Linked DNA regions of Danio rerio: region 1 is linked to region 2. A link is a contact called in public Micro-C data. All regions are on one chromosome and are shown on one strand. Each heading gives the region's core, a stretch centred on a gene start, on an enhancer-like site or on the middle of the called end of the contact. The rest is flanking DNA. Distances are from core to core; before and after follow the strand shown. Region 1 holds the start of lmo4b (LIM domain only 4b). Region 2 has its middle 17 kb from the start of pkn2b.

The links. A called contact is a pair of places that touch in the nucleus more often than the background predicts.
Region 1: a contact with region 2 is called in a Micro-C map of caudal fin, with 14 times the contacts expected there. The contact joins the promoter of lmo4b here to the enhancer-like site in region 2. A contact is called at or near these places in 3 of 18 Hi-C or Micro-C datasets (caudal fin, hematopoietic stem cells and an unstated tissue) and 2 of 4 datasets of contacts at active chromatin or transcription factors (caudal fin and embryo).

Annotation. Positions count from the first base shown.
Region 1 is chr6:28,424,819-28,428,763 of GRCz12tu, forward strand. It overlaps lmo4b (LIM domain only 4b), which reads right to left and starts at 2,077. Exons shown (of 5, transcript NM_212689.2): 1 at 1,707-2,077. It also overlaps a transcript of kyat3.2 not described here.
Region 2 is chr6:27,878,307-27,882,120 of GRCz12tu, forward strand. It overlaps a transcript of kyat3.2 not described here. Among named protein-coding and RNA genes, the nearest start is that of pkn2b, 17 kb to the left of the region's middle. Within about 2 kb of position 1,760, at least 6 of the 62 cell types and tissues checked have an H3K27ac peak or open chromatin away from gene starts, as enhancers often do.

The DNA of each region.
Region 1 (3,945 bases), core at 827-3,326, 550 kb after region 2:
CACAGTTAAAAAAAGAAAGAAAAGTAACTATAAAAGCATTCAGCATTACTTAAATCCACATCTCACAAAGCAAGCACACCTAAGTTTCCTCAACTTCTGACAGAAGTTTTGTCTTAGAAATATCTAAAACACCTGGAGCCTGAACAGTGACCTAAAACACTGAATGTTTTGGGAGGCACGCTTCCTAAAAGCTCTTTTGAAATAATTTAAATGCATATAATGCCTTCAAGCAAGTCTGAGAATTGTTTAAAGTGGCAGGCTGTCCTTGATCTTTATCTAAGTGCTGAAGTCAGCTCCTTTGGTCCATTTGTGATAAATGTCTGTTCACTGATAACATTAAAGTCACTGGAACAATTAGAAGCACTGGCTTTTGTTAGGTTGTCTGCATTGCTTTAAAAGTACATTTTCCTGAACCTTCATGAGAGAGAGAGAAAGAGAGAGAGGAATCCAAATGCTACTGTTGCCAGAACTGGAGAAGTTAATTGAGGAAGCCTTAAAGTTGTACGACCCATTCAGAGGTCGACATATTCCAATTGCTTTCACTAAGGTTATCAGATGACGGATTTCCAGCCAACATCATGAAGAACATTCAGCAGCATTCGCTTTGGGGACTGGTCACTGCTGCGTGAAATTACCCCTACTATGTTGGATCATTCTGCATATGCAAGAAATCAGTTAATGCCGGCCTACAGAAATATCTGCCTCTGACAGAAATCACATTAACCACAAACCCTCATTTACGATTGCAGTTCTGTGCTTTGCTCTGTTGATCCATCAGTACTGTGTGTGTGCAATGTTTCCCAGGTTTCATAAGGAGGGCTGCTGGACCGAAGTGGGAAAGATTAAAATTTAAGATATATTCGTGAAAGGCTGTAAGCCAAATCTTTGTTGAAAGGTAATTAGAGGAGAAGAGAGAGGCGGGGGGTAGAAAACATTGCACTGAGAGAGAAAGAGAGAGAGAGAGGCATTCAGTAACCCCATTAGTGGAGGCTCTTAGGGACAAGCAATACCTTAGTGCTGATTAAATCTAAAGGGAGATGAATCAGAGACCGAAAGTGACTCCCCCAGATAAATAAGATCGGACCATCGTCAAGTTTCATTCCCTGGAAGAGGGAAGAGGGGAGATTTGAAGAGAGGGAGGGGGTGGCTTTTAAGTCAAATGGGCAAACTCAAGTAATTACACGGACAGGCAATTTAAGAGAGGGGATGTGCAGAAATATAAAACAGATCAGCAGCCCATGGCCAGTAATACAGATCGCGGTGCTGGAGACTAAATACAGCTGCTCCTGCCAGAATGCACAATGCAACATGGACAGAATTGCACTTGTGTTATGGTTTGTTGACCATCTGTACAGCACGCGCGCACTTAAGATGCACTAATAAGATATTAAACTCGAAATGCCAGCAATTTCCAAGATTACGTCTAAATAACCTATGTGGTCTTCTTATGAAACAACGCGCATCGCTCATGTTTAATTCACTAACGTACATTATTACGGTATAAGTGCGTGACATGCAACACAATTTGCACACAAGCACAATACATAAAATCTAGTCATTAAGTAACTGTAATCTTTTATGCTTTCGTGTGTAGTGTTTTTCTGCAACATCAATTCTGTCGCTCCGTAACAAACGTGTCTCGTCAAACTACGAAATATTACCATTCATAAAGCAAAATACGGTTAGTTGAAGAGAAGTGCACTTACCTCTTTGAAATGTAATGGTTGAATGGTGGTGAGAAATGTACAGCAGTCTGTTTTCTCTGTAGAAAATATATAAAAAATAACGCGCACAGTCCAACAAACTCACAGACGGAGCAGCGCGTGGATGAACACTTCTCGCTGCTGCGAAAGAGTCAAGCAAATGGAGTTTTCAGATTATATTTCCACTGTTGCCGTCACCTTTTTTCTCAGATGCTCTTATTATCACTGAAAAGCTCGGCGGCGGGTTTGTTGATGGAGCTGTCGGCAAGGTCTTCGGTAATTTCCATAGATGAAGAGAGCGCTTGTGTTTGTAACTGTCCTCTCTCGCGCGCTGATGTCTCGCCGCTGCTTGTCGCTTGTGCTCTACATGTGTCAGTGACAGAAAAAAACCCAGAGTAAACCTCCTCTCGCAGGATGACGTCAATCAGGCTGTGGCCAATCATGACGCACTCCATTCAAGCGGAATGAGGAATACAGCCAATCAAAAGAAGGCGAGGTTGACTTCGACACACACTGTTCAAAGAAGGAAAGATTGCGGTTGAGAGTGGCTGTCTGCTTGTTGAGGTTGGACAGGGCAGAGGTGTTCAACCGTCGGGACCGGGTCCCACTATGGGGCCTCGGTAAGCGCACAAGGGGTCCCCAAAATGAAACATTTTTAAATAAAAAAACATTTTATACGGAATTAATTCCTCATTTACAGCATAAGACCAACAAGAACCGTACATTCATAATATTTATTATTTAAAGGAGTTGACAGTTTTCACATCTGCATAAAATCACAGCTCCCTGAATATTGTCTTGCATGTTAAGAAAAAGTTTAGATATATTTATTGTATTTTCTGTTACTTTTAGTCTCTGTTATATTACATTATTAATTGGTTTTCATTTTTACTTATATATTTATGTATTTGTCTTTATATATTTGTAATCAAATGTAGTTAATTTATTTGATTAAATATGATTATAAATTTTACATGACTCTTCAACTAAAATATACTTAAAATATTTAGTTTTACAGTTATTAGTTTACTTAATACTAATGTGGTATTAAAATAATAATAATAATAAAATAATAATAAAAATAATAATAACAACAACAATAATATATATATATATATATATATATATATATATATATATATATATATATATATATATATATATATATATATATATATATATATATATATATGTTTTTTTTTTTTTTTTTGTGCAGATATGAATTATTCTACCTTTCCTTTGACATTGAAAGAATGTCTGCAGAGCAAATCCTTCATCTGGAGAACTTCTGCTCCATATCTACAAAACTGATTGTGGAAGTTTCATGCTATTAGTAAGTATTCCAGTGTTTAAGTGTTCCCATATACATATTTCATCTATTTCATATTAGATTGACTGAGGGCTGTGTTAACTATATAAAAGTCTATTTGGTTTCATGGACAAAGTGAAAATTCACTACACCACTACAGAAGTCACGCTCATGTTCTTATAACAGTGGCGCCATCCCCTGGTATAAATGAGAACTAAAACTATAGATTTGTTGGTCGCCTTTTCTAAGATTTAGCTTTGAGACTTAGCATAACCTTAATAAATTCTTTAAAATAAAATAAAATATTCAATAATAAGGTTAACATGTCATGCACATCATTATGTCACAAAATCATGAAACAACTGTTATTCTATTTATTTACAAAGGTCACAAATACACCAAGAAAGAACATCATTTTTTATGTCCGAAGGCTTTTAAAGATGATTTGGGTAGCACTTTATTTTGATGGTCCAATTGAGTATTAGTAGACTGTCTGCTAGATATCTGTTGATACTGCTCCTTCAACAGACATTTAACTGACTATAGACCATTTCAATGAGGTGATGTCATTCATTGGCCCTAAACTATTTCCTAACTGTAACAAGAGGCAATTCAATTTTAACTTTATGTTAAAACATCTGTCATAACAATATTTATAAATCTTTTTGGATTCTTGGAAGTTATGGAAATTAAAAACGTAAGACAGGAAAGGTTATTGTTTACACCCCCAGAATGGTCTATAAGAAACTTAGCAAGTACAGTACATGTCAACTTGCACTAACCCTAACCCTAACCGTCTAATTAATCTAATGAGAATTAGTTGCAATGTAGCTTAAATTCAACAAACGGAGCATCAAAAAAAGTGTGACTATGATTTGTTTGTGAGGGCAATTGCTCATTTTGTGGCAATTTTTGGGGCAAGGAAGTCATTGT
Region 2 (3,814 bases), core at 510-3,009:
CGTTTTAGAAGAGAATTGGGTGCAATTGTCACATCGATATCTTTATTAATATCTCAAGGAACTGATGTGGGCTTATTGAACATCTGAAACGCTGTTAAATATTTTGTCACAACGAACCGCAGACTGGCGATCAGTGGGAGGGAGAAAGTGAAAGATTTTATTTTTCTTCTGAAGTCTAATTCTCCCATTTCTGACTCACAGAGCAGCTCTGAATGTGTGTTTCTATGTTCATCTCATATAGTGTGTGTTTAAGCACTTGGGCGAATGGCAACTGAGAACTCACACATTCAGAGTGCTCTCATCGCCCATCTGTTGTTTTTTTCATTTGTTGTCTTTTTGATTATAGGGTGGAGAGAGGAGGAGGAGGTTTGATATCTGTTAATAAGCGCATAATTCAACTTTATTACTAATGCAACCATTAATGATAATTTCAGCACTTAATTACAAATGGTGATGAATAAAAATTACATTCAAATAGTAATCTTTCTGCAAGCAGAGTTAATTAAAATAATTTGTTAAGAGAAATATAGATTTAAATGTGATACAATGAAAAATAACAGTAAAGAAAATACACTGGACATATTTATCTTTTCTTTACTTAATGTGTATATAATATACATTACCAAAACATTAAGAAAATAAATACAAACAAATAGAAGTAAAGACAATATACAGGAAATATTTCTCTTTTCTTTAATGAATGTGCATATTACCAAAACATAAACAATTGAATTATAACAAATAAATTATTTTTATATTTCTGACAGTATCTTAATTTTGTCTTAATCTATCAAAAACAACAAAAGTAAAGCATGTATTAAATAATAAATACAAATATTAATGATGATTTTTGTATTATTATTAAGTTAAATCACGTTATTTATAATAAATTAATATAAATCACTTAATATAATCACAAGTAATGTTAAATAAAATTATGTTAGAATATTCTTGCAATGTGCAGTGATTGAAAATAATACATTAAAAAAAATCACACCTCACAGCAAGAAGGTCGCTGGTTCGAGCCTCACCTGGGTCAGTTGGCATTACTGTGTGGAGTTTGCATGTTCTCCCCGTGTTGGCGTGGGTTTCCTTCAGGTGCACCGGTTTCCCCTCACAAGTCCAAAGACATGCAGTATAGGTGAATTGGGTAAGCTAAATTGTCTGTAGTCTAGGTGTGTGAATTAGTGTGTATGGATGTTTCCCAGTGATGGGTTTGCGGCTTGAAGGGCATCTGCTGTGTAAAACATATGCTGGATAAGTTGGAGGTTCATTCTGTTGTATCGACCCCAGATTAATAAAGGGACTAAGCTGAAAAGAAAATGAATGAATGAATGAATGAATGAATGAATGAAAAATTGACCAAAATAGCTTGCAAGGTGACGGACAATAACAAGGTAAAGGACAATATGCTCCTGTTTTCAATTCACGTTGAGTCTCTGTCATTCAGTAACACTATATTCCACAGTTATGAATTTAATTAAGCTAATTGACTATTAAAGACAGACTTAACTATGATTATAAAAAAGAAAATATACGACTGTTCTTGCTTTTCATTCTTAGTAAACATTAGTAGATGATCACAGTTATTATCTAAATGATGGCAGTAGTGTCAGATTCTTGACCAAGAGAGGAAGGGCGAGAAAAACACTTGTCTAGTCATATTTCCTTTAGCATTCACACAGGATGTCTGTGTGGCCCATTACTTCATGCTGTGTTTTCTCATCGGATTAAAAGGAGGATATATATGTGGAATTTAGAAAGGTTATTAGCGATACCAGTGGTCATTATGTGAACTGCAGCCAGCAACTTTGTACAAGATAATAAACATGAGACCAGTGTTGGGAAAGTTACTCACAAAAACAAACCGAAAAAAAAGAAATAAATGAAATACTTATTACATACATTTTTATAATAACAAAACTACTTTGTCTGAAATCTGACTTATGTAACTTAATTACACTAAGCAGGCTTATTTTATTACTTCATTTGAAAACTAGAAAATCCATATAAATCTCAACGTAGATGCAATAGAAATTAAACTCTTAATTATTTAAATATAAGACAAATAGGACCTTTTTAACACTTAAAAATGTAAAGCATTACATGCATTTAAACACTAAACATTTTAAAGTACTGACAACATATGTTATAGATGCTATAAAAAAAAACAAGCATCTGCAATTATCTTGATAAGTGTAGCCTTCTTTAGTAGAGCAACAAAAGTATTCTGCAAAATATTTATAAAAAAGATTTATCTGCATCTCTGAATTGATTTATACAACTGTTGAGTTTATGAACAATATATAAGGCAACTCCTTAATAAATAACTGCACTGCTGTACACACAGTTTTTATTTTCATTTGTTTATTTTATAAAAGTAAAAGAAGCTGCAAATATTAGCGATCTGTGCTGGATAGTAACGGATTATGTGTAATGTGGATTGCATAATTAAAAAATGAAGCAGGCCTAGTAGTAATTAGATTATATATTACATTTTTAAGTACTTATAAGCAGATTACAGTTAGCCTACTTTTTATTAATTGCTAGATTACATATTAAAATTTATAGTTTGGATCATTGTTTCAATTATATTTAATGGGATCTATTAATTATGGGTTCTAATATATACATATATATATATATATATATTTGGTTTTTAAATGTTTTATCACCTCTATTTAAATTAAATTAAATTAATAATTTTTAAACCCATTGTTGCTTATTCACAAACCCCCTTATAGGAAAATCTATAGCGTTTAATCCACTTCATATTGCTAATGACAAACAATAAAATGTATTTTCTTTCTTCAAAAAGTTGTCAGAAAAAAGTGTCATTTAGATTATGTTACAAACAACAAAAATAACAAAAATCACCTGTATTTTGTAGTTATGGACTACAGTTTATAAGTACCCAGCAGAGTGATATACTAGTAACAAACATCTAGACACTGCCCATACTGTTGAGAACTGCATTTAAAGAAATAATTATGTAAATGTGTGCAATGCACCTTCATCTCAATAACAAAATAAATACACAAGAAAAAGGACAGCGGTGAGAAAACAGCAGTTATAAAAAGCAGCTCATCTCAGTGACATGGATATGTTTGCACAAACTCTGTCATTCACCAGCATTGTGTCAACAGATGGCATATAATTAAAGCATGTGTAAACACCATATCTTTTTGATATATATATATATATATATATATATATATATATATATATATATATATATATATATATATATATATATATATATATATATATATATATATATATAAACACCCTTTCTAGTCATTTCCATAGGAAATCAATCTGCAGGCCTGTCAAAACCTTTTTTTAAATTAAGAAAAATTTAATTTTTGCATTGTTCTTTATTCACACATTGGTGCAAAATAATAATAATTCCTATATATTTTTAATTTTATTATTAAATATCAGGGATACAAAAATAATGTTCTAGTACATTAAATCATTGTTTTATACTTTGTCCATGATTTTCAATCATTCGATGCTAAACCACTTTTAAATCCCTGAGAGTGTGTGGTGGTCATATTAAATCATCTTTATTGCTAACAAAACATCACACAAACAGTAATCTGGTTTCTAATAACCAAAATTAGTTTCCATTTCATCACGCACTGAATCATTTAAGGAACCAGCCTGGAGTTGGGGACAATATCTACGGCAAACCCCCACATAAACAGACAAAAAAGCCTCAGGCTCCCTCATTTGTTTCCAAGGTAGGCCACACCGCGGCTAATTTAAGCGAGAGGTACGCTGGAGGTGGAATATGAAACGGGAAAGGGCC